Linked DNA regions of Mus musculus: regions 1, 2 and 4 are each linked to region 3. Evidence: chromatin contacts called from public HiChIP or PLAC-seq, capture Hi-C and promoter capture Hi-C data. All regions are on one chromosome and are shown on one strand. The core of a region is the stretch at or near the end of the contact, and the rest is flanking DNA. Distances in the headings are between cores, read along the strand shown. Region 1 holds the start of Nkx2-3 (NK2 homeobox 3). Region 2 holds the start of Got1 (glutamic-oxaloacetic transaminase 1, soluble). Region 3 holds the start of Crtac1 (cartilage acidic protein 1). Region 4 holds the start of Cnnm1 (cyclin M1).

The links. Promoter capture Hi-C pulls out the DNA fragments that hold promoters and counts their contacts. HiChIP or PLAC-seq counts read pairs in DNA pulled down with a chosen protein or histone mark. Capture Hi-C pulls out chosen DNA fragments and counts their contacts.
Region 1: a capture Hi-C map of embryonic stem cells shows a contact between it and region 3, with 6 times the contacts expected there. The contact joins the promoter of Nkx2-3 here to the promoter of Crtac1 in region 3. A contact is called at or near these places in 11 of 39 promoter capture datasets (the C10 cell line, the HPC-7 cell line, HPC-7-derived erythroid cells and 6 more), 1 of 484 Hi-C or Micro-C datasets (embryonic stem cells), 2 of 115 datasets of contacts at active chromatin or transcription factors (embryonic forebrain and embryonic stem cells) and 1 of 9 other capture datasets (embryonic stem cells).
Region 2: a contact with region 3 is called in a promoter capture Hi-C map of hippocampal neurons, with 4 times the contacts expected there. The contact joins the promoter of Got1 here to the promoter of Crtac1 in region 3. A contact is called at or near these places in 1 of 39 promoter capture datasets (hippocampal neurons) and 1 of 115 datasets of contacts at active chromatin or transcription factors (forebrain).
Region 4: a contact with region 3 is called in an H3K4me3 HiChIP or PLAC-seq map of embryonic forebrain, with 5 times the contacts expected there. The contact joins the promoter of Cnnm1 here to the promoter of Crtac1 in region 3. A contact is called at or near these places in 5 of 39 promoter capture datasets (the C10 cell line, cranial neural crest, hippocampal neurons and 2 more), 2 of 484 Hi-C or Micro-C datasets (both in embryonic stem cells), 3 of 115 datasets of contacts at active chromatin or transcription factors (embryonic forebrain, embryonic hindbrain and stem cell-derived neural progenitor cells) and 2 of 9 other capture datasets (embryonic stem cells and liver).

Annotation. Positions count from the first base shown.
Region 1 is chr19:43,610,952-43,613,651 of GRCm38.p6, reverse strand. Nkx2-3 (NK2 homeobox 3) reads right to left here and starts at 1,327. Exons shown (of 2, transcript NM_008699.2): 1 at 803-1,327. The coding sequence starts at 1,151. Gm20467 (a long non-coding RNA gene) reads left to right here and starts at 1,596. Exons shown (of 4, transcript XR_001782682.2): 1 at 1,596-1,850; 2 at 2,462-2,550.
Region 2 is chr19:43,523,353-43,526,185 of GRCm38.p6, reverse strand. It overlaps Got1 (glutamic-oxaloacetic transaminase 1, soluble), which reads left to right and starts at 1,581. Exons shown (of 9, transcript NM_010324.2): 1 at 1,581-1,848. The coding sequence starts at 1,731.
Region 3 is chr19:42,430,363-42,433,137 of GRCm38.p6, reverse strand. It overlaps Crtac1 (cartilage acidic protein 1), which reads left to right and starts at 1,350. Exons shown (of 15, transcript NM_145123.5): 1 at 1,350-1,528. The coding sequence starts at 1,505.
Region 4 is chr19:43,439,134-43,441,833 of GRCm38.p6, reverse strand. Cnnm1 (cyclin M1) reads right to left here and starts at 1,421. Exons shown (of 12, transcript NM_001373992.1): 1 at 1-1,421. The coding sequence starts at 1,389.

The DNA of each region.
Region 1 (2,700 bases), core at 78-2,577, 1.2 Mb before region 3:
AGACATTTCCTTATGGGCTTATTCAATTATCTGATTCTCCTGCCTGCCCCACCTCTGATCTGCTGAATGGCCAGAATCCCACTCAGAACTAATTCAGGAACTTTAACCATTCCACTCCGCCTGCAGTATAAGAAACAAAGCGAGCATTACGATATTTTTTTTCAGAGGCCTTCACCTCCTGGGTGTGACTTGCTGCCGTCATCTGATATGGATCGAGCTCCCACACATTGGCCACCACCTCTCCTCCTTGCAGTTCGAACGTAAGAACTGCAAGCTCCGAAGTAAGCTGGTGTCTCTCAAAGTCTTGCCCGAAAGGATGGCCCAAACACAACATTCTTGCACTGCCTTTTCGGGACAGCCGGGGTGACTGCCCTGGCCTCGCTGAATTCACCTCACGTTAGAAGAAAGACAGAAAAATGGCAGAAAACTGACCCCCCCCTTTTTTTTTGAGAAGATGGGTGTGCGAGAGAACACACACACAACGGACAAGTTACGACCCAGGCTCTGGGCCCCCGTCACTCATTACTCAAGGAACCAGGATTGCAATAATCACTTTTCCTTCCCTCGGGGACTGCTCCGGGTCCCTGCTCCGGGCAAGAGCTGTTCTCTCTTTCTCTTTTATCCCCGCCCCAGCACCATCTCAGGTACCTGTGCTTTGCAGAGCTGTCCTTGAACCTGGCATAGGCATGACCCTAGCCGAATGTGAAAGGGGCGGGTGGCCATGCAGGCACGGTTTGTGGGTTTATAGGCGCTGAGCCATTGCCCCAGGTGTGCGGACGCGTTTCCTTCCCCCTCTACTCACTTTGGCTCCGTTCGCTCACAACCTCCTCTTCTTGTTCCTTGGGCCCGCTGCAAGCGTCTCGGAGAACTGTATGGACATAGCTCTGAGGACAGAGACCCGAATCTCCATGGCCCTCGGCAGCAGCTAGTGAGTTCAAATAGGACAGTTTCTCTCCCTCTTCTTCCTCGTCCTCCTCCCCTGCATCGGAAAACTGCGTCCCTTCAGCCGTGGCCAGCATGCAGGGTGCCGAGTGGAAGTGCTGCTCCAATTCCGCCTGCAAGTGAGCTCCGTGGAAGTGCCGCTGCTGCTCCAGATTCAAAATGTCTTTGACTGAGAAAGGGGTGGAGGTGACCGGGCTTGGTAACATCATCAGGGCCACTTAATTGTCCAGTCCAAATACTCAATAAATCCCGGCGGGGGCGGGGAGGGAGTGCGGTGGCTCCAGCTCTTCTTCTGGACTCCGCGGTGGTGCGGAGTCGAGCTTTTGACAGACGCGGTCCAGTCTAAATCCCCTCCATTGGCCGGGACCTGGGGGTCTGGGTTTTGTTACAGCCACTGCAAGGACTGGGGCCGGGGCTGTGAAGCCTCTGTCCGGGGGCCCTGCGTCACGTCAAGGGGCGGGGTCGGCATCCTGGCCTCCTTCCCAATTGGTTCTTGTGTATGTGGGCCACGCCCTCTGCGTCCACCCAGTGGGATGTTGCTGCGCTACCAGAAATAGACAGGGACTAGAATAGGGTCCTGAGATCCAAGTCGCGGTGGGAAAAGCTGCAAAAAACCGGGTGTCCGAATCACCGATTCCCGCTCCACCTGGCTGCACCTTCCCGACCAGGGGCAGTTCTGAGAGGCCAGACTGCGGATTTCTAAGGAGAGGAGTGTTGTATCTGTGGAAATATGAGCGACGTGTCAAATTCCACCTCACCTTTGCTCTAGCTGTCCTCGCCACCTGGAGTGCCTTTCCCACCCTCATTTCCACAGTGGAAAGCTGTTCTCCGAGGAAAAGCTTAAATACCTCCAAGGAAACTCCGCCAGATCACCTCACCTAGAGGTCCTCTTCCTCGGAACTTGCTCAGTAATGTCACTTGTCACTCTCCCATCTAGTGCCAAAGCTGTACTTAGTGTCCGCTCGATTGTCACTTTAGATTGTGAGTCCCTGAGGGCAGGGTCCAGACCGTACTTGCCCTTGCAGCCCTCGAAGTGGCTTCAGAGAGCAGGTCTGTAGAAGACAAGACGACCGAGTTCTGTTAGTGTGCAGAGGCTCTATGCTTCGAAGCCTGGCCTGAGTCAGTATTTGGTTTTGGACGTTCTCAGTTTCCTGGTCAATATAAAGGAGCCGAATTGCCTCTTCTAGGGTTATTGTTGGAGTTTTTTTGTTTTTGTTTTTTAAAGGATAACCAGGCCGGAAGCATAGCACAGTTGTCTACTTAAAGCAAAGAGCTCAATACTTGTAACTACCCTTGTTCTTTGTGGGAGGTCAGAGCAGTGTTTGTTGCCTGCATTGATTCTGACCGGGCTGGTGTTCCACTGCACACACTGGGTGGCTCTGGTCTCAGAAGGGAGGGGACCCCCGCTGTGGCTGCAGCTCAGGCAGCCTTCTGAAGGGAATCGGGAGCCCGAGCCTAGGCCTCAACTTTCTGAAACGCCTTATTTCTCTCTTTCTGAAACCGTGGTTGTGTTCTGCAGGGAGACTAAATGCAGCCTCAGATTCAGAAAACTGCCTGATGGAGACCACCTTCTGGTATCCACCCGCCTACATACCTAGCCCCTGAGTGGTAAGGGGCACTATTGTGAGATTAAGAGCAAAAGGTGTGGGCAGCAGGCCTTGGAAAACCAAACTAGTTCCGCTTTCAACGTAGGGTTCCTCAGTAGGCCGCCCTTGCTTTTATTTATTCTCTCTCTCTCTCTCTCTCTCTCTCTCTCTC
Region 2 (2,833 bases), core at 332-2,831, 1.1 Mb before region 3:
GTGAAGACGACACTTCTAAATTAAATTCTAGGAAGGCTAGGTTGCAGAACACCCCTCCCCAGTTGCCCTTCGGCTGTGATTTTTGGACGTACTCAAAGTGCACAGCCGATGGACCTTCCGTATTAGCTTGTGACTCTTAGGGGAAAACATTAATGAAATGCTTTGGGCAGTTTCCTTAAAAAAACAAAACAAAACAAAAACAAGGCGATGTTTCTGGAAAGAAAAAGACAGAAAAGCTTAGCAAGTAGTGCTCAAAGTTCGATGGCTTTTGTTTATCCTCTGAACCGAAAACTCGTGAAGATTTATCATGTTACCCAAAGGAAGCCATGATGCTGTTTTCTCGCAAAATACCAAGGAATTGGCGCCTTCCAGCATTGGGTGAATATGTAGTGGAAGAAACGGAGGGAGGTTTGCCAGATCCCAGGCAAAGCATCATGCCATCTAGGAGGGGGTGTGGACCCTGCGCCATAACAAAGCTAGTATTTAGAGAGCACTTACTGTATGCAACTAAACACTTTATGTGTCTTAACTCACCTAATCCCCACAACAACCTGGAGGAAAACACTATTATCTCCATCTTACAGAGCAGGAACAGGCCTGCCCAAGTAGGTCAGAGTCAGCCGGCATCTAAACCTAACTTGCCTGGCTCCAGAGTTAGGTTCCTACTCATCAGGAGGCTTTCTAAACTTGTAACGTCGACAACAAAACGCCCAAGTACAGGAAAGAGAGATGTCTAACCAAACAGCGTGTTAAGAGGTTTTATGGATGGCTGACAGATGTGAAATCTTCAAGGTCAACAGGTGGAGAAAGGATCTGGACAGAAATAGACTCTCAGGGGAAGGAGCAGCCTGACCTGACAGAAAGAAGCAGCAGTTTGGGTGTGTGCCAATCGATGATGACAGCACGCGTGGGAGGAATGCTGCAGAGAGAGGCTTCGCTAGATCCTTCAAGGTCCTTTAGGGCTAGGCTTTCCCGGCCCCGGTTATCTACCGGGGCTGGGGGTTGGTGTTAAAATTCTCAAGCTAGTATGTGCTCATCCCTTACTTTCTGCAGGGTCTCCCCTGCCAGCGATCAAGGAAGACAACACATCCAGGTTTCTTTCTGGGGAAGCACTGAGTGGAGACAGTCAAGGTCACCCACGATTGGGTACAGTGTGTCCAAGCGGACCACTAGAGTCCTGTGCCAGACACTTGGCTGTCAGCCGGGCCTGGCCAACGCAGGAACGTGCGCACCGCCGGAGCCTGGCGGCGACAGTCACCTGCTCAGCGGGTACAGAAAGACCTGTTCTCTGCTTTCCCCACGGGCGGGCCACCGCCCCAGGTCTCCAGGCCCCAGAAGGTCAGGAGGTTGTCCTCTGGGGACTCCCGCCACCCGCACCATCCTCATCACCCCAAGGAATAAAAGCCTCAGCGATTGGAACACGCTACGCCAATCATCCTAGCCTCTGCCCACACCTCCTCCGGTGTACATTGCATTGGTTGCATCATACAAGCCTCCGATAAGATCCTCTTCTCGAATTGGCTAGTAGAGGCTTGCCCCGCCTAACCCTTCTTAGTCGGAAGGTTGTGATTGGTTAAGCGCGTTGCCAAGCTCCGGACGCGGCTCGACCATTGGAAGCCGCGGGCTGCCCCGCCCGCCGGCGAAGGTGAGAGTCTCCTCCAGTCACCGGACCCCGCACCGCACAGAGCTGCTCCCGGCTCGTTCTCGAGGTCTCGGCACATTCTGTCGCGATGGCGCCTCCATCAGTCTTTGCCCAGGTTCCGCAAGCTCCTCCGGTTCTGGTCTTTAAGCTCACTGCGGACTTCCGGGATGATCCAGATCCCCGCAAGGTTAACCTCGGCGTGGGAGGTAAGGATGCAGTGCCTTGGAATGCGAGCAGCCTGGGGGGAGGTGGGCGTAGGAGGAGCTGAGATTTAGTTTGTGTCTCCCTGAGAGGAGCCCGAGGAGAGAAGGTTGGGACCACGAGGACATCACCAACCTACCCATTTTGCAGATGGCGATACAGAGTCCTTGGAAAGAGGGGGTGTTCAAGGTCACGCAGAACAGGTGTAACATCTGGGACACAAATGTTGTTTTTGTTTCTCCACCCAGTGTTCTTTATAGTACTTGTTCTAAAGCAACGATGGGGATGGTAAGGAGAGAGAAGTATGGTAGCTTTAGCGTCTCGTGGTCAACTGGAACTGGGAATGAAAGAGCTGTTAGCCTAATGGAGCTGTAGTCCGGGTTGAGCGAGTAGCAGACGCCACTTAGGAAGCCTGTTAACCCACATGGGGAAGATGTAGGTTTGGTTTATTCTCAGAGTGGAGCAGATGAGGCGAAGCCCATGCATCTCAGGCCACACACATCTGGGTCTTCATTTCTTGATCATTTGCCTTGAACCAAGTTAGCCTTCTGCCAAGGTCGTTTGTGTTGTAGTTTCTAAAGCCCTTTAACTCGAGCCTCCGGCGACTTCGTCATCACTGTTTGGATGTTTGAAGCTCTACAGAGCTTGGTGTGCATTTGGCCACGTGCAGAGGCCAGCCGAGGAGAGAAGAGTGAGCAGACTGATGCTCTCAGCAGGGAACCAACCGGAACTGAAAGCGCTAGAAGGTTAGAAAGAAGAAATGGAGTTGTTTTGAAGCAGAGGGTGACGTTAAGGGGATTCAGAATCTAGGTTCTTAGAGAGGATGTGCAAATATAGCCCTAGTGTCTCTGTCTCTCTGTCTCTGTCTCTCTCTCGCTCGCTGGCTCTCTTTCATCTAGGTTCTTAGAGAGGATGTGCAAATATAGCCCTAGTGTCTCTGTCTCTCTGTCTCTGTCTCTCTCTCTCTCGCTCGCTCGCTCGCTCGCTCTC
Region 3 (2,775 bases), core at 101-2,600:
TACTGGGAGATAACCAGGTCCAGCTAGGAACTGGTTGACAGGGAACTCTATAGCAGAACCTTCATCCAAGTCTTTTTAAGCGTCAAACATACAGACGCCAAGCTAGTTAGTGAGTAGTGATCGCAAAGCCTTTGGAGCTGAGCAAAGAGTCCCATATCCTTCTCCGAGGCCTCGGGTCTGGCTTTCAGAAATCCACCGGTCTTATTCATGAAAGGTCAAAATTCACTACTTGCTGAGCACCTATTATAAGCCTGGTTCTATTGTAGATGCAAAAGGTCCATTGATGTGGACCTTAGCAAGTTACCTGCCCCAAACACAGGTATATGGGGAGCTACTAACGAAGTCATCTCCATGTTAGTTGCTCTCCCACCACTACCCTTGGGCCAGAGAGACCAAAGCCATTGCACCCAGCTGTGCCAGCTGGTGACAACGGAGAAAGAGCAAGCGGTAGTACTCCGTGTGGGCAAAAGATGCAGACGCCCTGAGCAGGTGGGCCAGGCTCAGCCCTGGTGGGTGTTGCTGGAGAGGGGGCTAGGTACGGTGAGGACTCTGCCTGCGGGGGCGGAGGGCGCGGATGTGGGAAAGCAGACTCTGCCCGCAGTTGCCTGGGCCGCCGCGCCTGACCGCCGAGCTGCGCTCGCCTGCTCCCCGCCCTCTGGGACCGTGGTGAAGCTCTGTTCCCCATACTGAGCAGTCCCCCGGAGGCGCTCGGACACGTCCCTAGGCTGGATAAAGATCGACTCGGAGCTCGCTCCCCAGCGAGAAATCTCGCCATCGGCGTGGCTCGCGCGGCCGCTCTGGCCGGGCCTGGGAGCCGCCAGATCGCTATCTGGGAGGCAGAAAGACAGCAGCGCGGCCGCTACCCCCCGCCCTGCGCTCCGCGTGGCTGCGGGGTCCTGGGGCTCGCCGGCCTCCCTTCCCCCCCTTGCACTGCCTTCCCCGCGCTCCCCCCCCCCCCGGGGACATCCGCTTCCCGCCCGCCCGGTCCCCAGCGTCCCTCAAGGCGCCCTCTCCCCACTCGCCAGGCCCCGCTGCCTCCTGAAGGTTACGCGGCGCGGCGGCGGGGCGCGGCAGAGCACGGGGGGCACCCGCCCTCGCCGCCGCCCGCGCCGCCGCCCACCCCAATGCCCGCCGCGCCGGGCCAGCCTGGCTGCCGGCTGCTGCCACCGCAATCCCGGCTCCTAAATCAGCGCGGGGAGGCGCCCCTTCCCCCACCCGGCTCCTCGGGCTCCCCGGGCCGCGATTGGCCGCGCGTGCGCCCCCCAAGCTTGGGCCCCGGCTCCAGCTGCCGCGCCATTGGCTGCGGGCCTCCGCCAGCCTTTACATAAGCCCGGGCGCGCTCGAGTGGAGTTGTATAAAGCGAGCGCGCGGCGTCGGGGCGGGAGGCTCGAGGCCAGCCCGGGACCAGGGCTGGGCGCTGCAAGGCGGCGGCGCCAGCGGCAGAGGCAGCATCGAGCGCCCGCGCTCCGACGCCCCCAAGCGGTGGGGCTGAGAGAGCCAGAGGATGGCTCCGAGCGCTGACCCGGGCGTGAGTATCCGCTCCTGGAGCCCCCACCCCTTCCGGCGGAGAAAGTTTCGCCAGCCTAGCGCACCCCTCCCCGCACGCCCCCAGGGGTGGCGGGGATGCAGCTGGGGACCTGGGAAGATCGGGACTGCGAAGGCGGCGACGCTGCTCCCAACTTGCCAAGAGGCGCTGGACTCTATTGGCGCGCAGATCCTCCCCGCGGGCTGGGGGCAAGGCGGGCGCCAGGCTGGAGGTGGTGGAAGAGATGGGAGCCGAGGTGTGGGGGTGACAGCCCACAGTTGGCAGAGAACGTGTTAGTGGCACAGAGGATGGAGGTCAGCGGTTTGAGAAGGGGGCAATGGGGCTAGTAGGGGGCGGAGCAGGTGAAGGCTGTGCTGAGGGTACCCGGGGAGTCACCCAGCTGGCGGGCTCAGTTTGGGGACGACTAAGCTACCATCCTCGGCCGACTGCCAACGCTTCCAGGTTGGGGAAGATCCCCCGGGGCATAGCTCTTCTCCCGGGAAGCCGAGCTGTCTCCCCTTGCACAGCGCTGAGTGGCAGAGTGCTCCCGGAGCCAGCCCGGTACACAGCGTAGCTGCCAGCCGCCTTTTGCTGGACCGAGGTGTGGTCTGGCTTTCTAGCTAAGGATGTTTCAGGCAAGCTCTTTTCTGGCATTCTAGGGGAACCATGGGGTCCCCCCCCCCCTTGATCTTATGGAATCAGATAAAGGTTTTGGTGGGGCAGCAGGCAGGCTTGGGGGCATGCCCAGCAATGCAGCGTGATTCTTTTGCAGTACAGTAGTTGGGAGCCCTGGTTAGTCCCGCTTCTGCAGAAACCAACTAAAGAATCCAAAGTCATCCCAGCTGGGATGGGAGCCTCCCTAGGGGTGGGGGTGGGGGGTTCCTTCTTGAATGACTAATGATTACTATTGCTATTGGGTGGGTTCACCTACCGTGACATCTGTACATCTCATCCGTCCTCCTGGAAGCGTTCATGAGTTGCACTTGAGGTACCTTCTGGGATGGGTGCAAGACTTCGAAAAATGAAGCCAGTTGGAAAAGAAAGCAAGAAGGTTCCCAGAGTAGAGGACAGCGGTTTGATGCTGTGTTGAACCTGGGAAGAACTCCTGGGGAAAAGCTATCAGGGGAGATTTGAAACCATGATAACTTGGGACAGGAAGTACCCACGTTGAATTAAAGCAGATCCAGAGACTTGAACAGTTCCTCACACTTGGGTATTGAGACAGAGACGTGGAGGGTGGAAAAATGGGA
Region 4 (2,700 bases), core at 172-2,671, 1.0 Mb before region 3:
GCGAGTGTAGCCACTACGGAGGATCTCGGATACAGTGGCGAAGTCAAGCACGGCGTCAGAGCGCAACATGAAGCAGTCCCCTAGAGGGGTCAGCACCTCCTCTACCACCTTGGTGCGCAGCTCCAGGGCTCCCTGAATGATGTTGAGCTCTTCCTTCACCAGGTCGCTGTAAGGGTCGGCGGCCCGCAGCGTCTCCAGCAGCTTTTCCCTCGTGTAGAAGGTGCTGATCTCCTGGCGCAGAGCCCAGTCCAGGAGGCGGCCCAGAGGGTAGCACACCGGGAAGGCAGCCGCCATGAGGAGCCGGGTCAGGCACACACTGTGCGAGGCGATGGCCAACCCGTGGCGCGAGCACACCGAGTACGGACAGATCTCGGCTCCCAGGAACACGGCGCCGGTGCACACCAGCGCCGGCAGCCACGGGAAGTGAACCCCCGCCTCGCCGGAGTCCTCCCCGGGGTCCCCGACGCCCGGCGGCAGCGAGGCGTACAGCCAGCCGGCCAGCGCGGCATTGGCGCCGGCTTGGCCCAGGAGCAGGGTGCAGAGCAGATGGGTCCCCCTGCCGCGCACGGCCTGCACGCGGCGCGCCTGCTCCTGCTCGGCGGCCGAGCCACTGTTCCGCAGCACCCGTAACTCCACCGGGTCCAGCGAGAGCAGGCTCAGGCGCAGGCCGCTGAACAGGGCGGACAGGGCCAGCAGCAGGAGCGCCCCGAGCGCTCGCAGCCACGCGGGCGGCAGCAGGTCCCCACCCGGGCCGTAGAGGCGCGGGCGGACGCGCAGCAGGAAGCCGCCGGCGGCGCCGTGGTGGTGCCAAGCGCGCCCGTCCCAGGCGCACAGCGAAAAGAGCTTCCCGCCGCCGCCCGCGCCGCCGCGCTCCGCCTCGCCCTTCCGCAGCTCCCGCACCCGCACCTGGACCAGGGCCGAGCCCGCCACGCCCCCGGGGCGCAGGGGCCCCAGGACCTCCACGTCCGACGCCCAGTCGCTCTGCTCGCGGCAGCGCTGAGGTCCCGGGGGACGCGTGGGGACCGCGCTGGGCGCCGCGCCGCCCGCGCCCGGGGGCTCCTCGATGAACACGAGCCGCGGGGCCCAATCGCCCGTGCCGTTTTCCCCCGGGGCCAGGGAGGGTGCGGGCACGGGCGCGGCGGGGACCGGCGGGCCAGGCTGGAAGTAGACCCGCAGGAGGAAGCTGGTGCCTTCGGCCGCCCGCAGGGTGCCCCCCTCCAGAGACACGCGGCCTCCGGCAGTGTCTTCGGGTCGCAGACCCAGTAACCAGGCAGCGGCGGCCGGGGGCCGAGGGGACAGGGAGAAGAAGAGCAGGAGTACGGCGCCCCGGCTGCAGCAGTCCCGGAGCCTGACACCCAGCGCTGCTGCCGCCGCGGCCGCCGCCGCCATCCTGCACCCGGCGCGGTTGCACGTGATACTGCAGCAAGCCGAGCGCGAGCTGGAGGGAGGGAGGAGGAGCTGGAGCCCGGAATCCAGCCCCAGGCAGGTCACCACGTGTGCTCCCCTTGCGCGCGTGGGCTGGAGGCGGGGGTGGGGGAGGTGATGGTGGGAGTGGTAGGAACCCGCCTGGTGGCCACGCACCGTCACAGTGCCTAGCCTGGATACACTTAAGTATATCTGAGCCCTGGGAAGGCTGGGTTTGGAGCATGGCCTCCTACATCTGTAGTTCCTCCTCTTCAACCTTCCCCCATTCCACTCCCTGCCCTTATGGCGAATTCCCGGCAGTAATTCCAAACTGCAGGCTCACTGCTTCCCATTGGACCCAGGAAATTTCCCAGCGTTTTCCTTCTGTCCTTCGTGTTCTTGCTTCTAATTAAAAGATATTCTGGTGGTTGGTCCTATGAAATCCGTGAAAAAAATTGGCCTCAATCAAATTCTAGCTAATCTTTCATATTGTAAAAATTTCCAAATTATTTAAGTGCAATTCCTTGTTAAGATACCAGTGTTAATCAATAAATTGAAATGCATTATGGGACCAATTTGGAACAGAGTATTATGCATCCAGGAAAAGACTGTACAATACCCAATGTCTATATAATTTGGAAAAGTCACCAAAGAAAAAAAATAGTAAGGTTCAGGACCATGATGCAATATACCGCCGTTTTGTTAAAAGTATTCACGGATAAAGTTTATGCACATGCTCGTGTATGCCAATGGGAGGATGCTCAATAAATACAATAACAGGATTAGTCTCAATGCACAGATTAACAAGAAGTTGTTAAAAGAATACACAGAAACAACTCTGCTTTTCACTCAGTTCCTTCTACGGTTTACATCAAAAGCAGGAAACCGACATTGGGGTAAAACTCCTATCATTTTGTCATATCTAAATTTGTGTAACCACCATCACTGTAGTAAAAATACACACCCGACTGTTCCCCAGGAAGATCTGGGAGCCTTTCCCCCACTGAACTGCTCACGTTATTTCTATCCACCATCTGCTAGTGTTGCTTTATTTTTATGACTCGATTCTTAAGTGTATGTAGCAAAAATCACTTTTTTTTTGTTATATTGCTATGTATGTTCCATTGCGTTTTGAGACTGGGTCTCATGTCACACAGGCCAAGCTCACTCGATTGCCAAGAATGATTCCAGGATTACGCATGTGCACCACGACCCTCTGCAATGCTATTACACACGTCGATGGATGCGTGTTCATGTACCCATCCTAGTAAAAAGTAGTTCCATTCTGACCTGGGG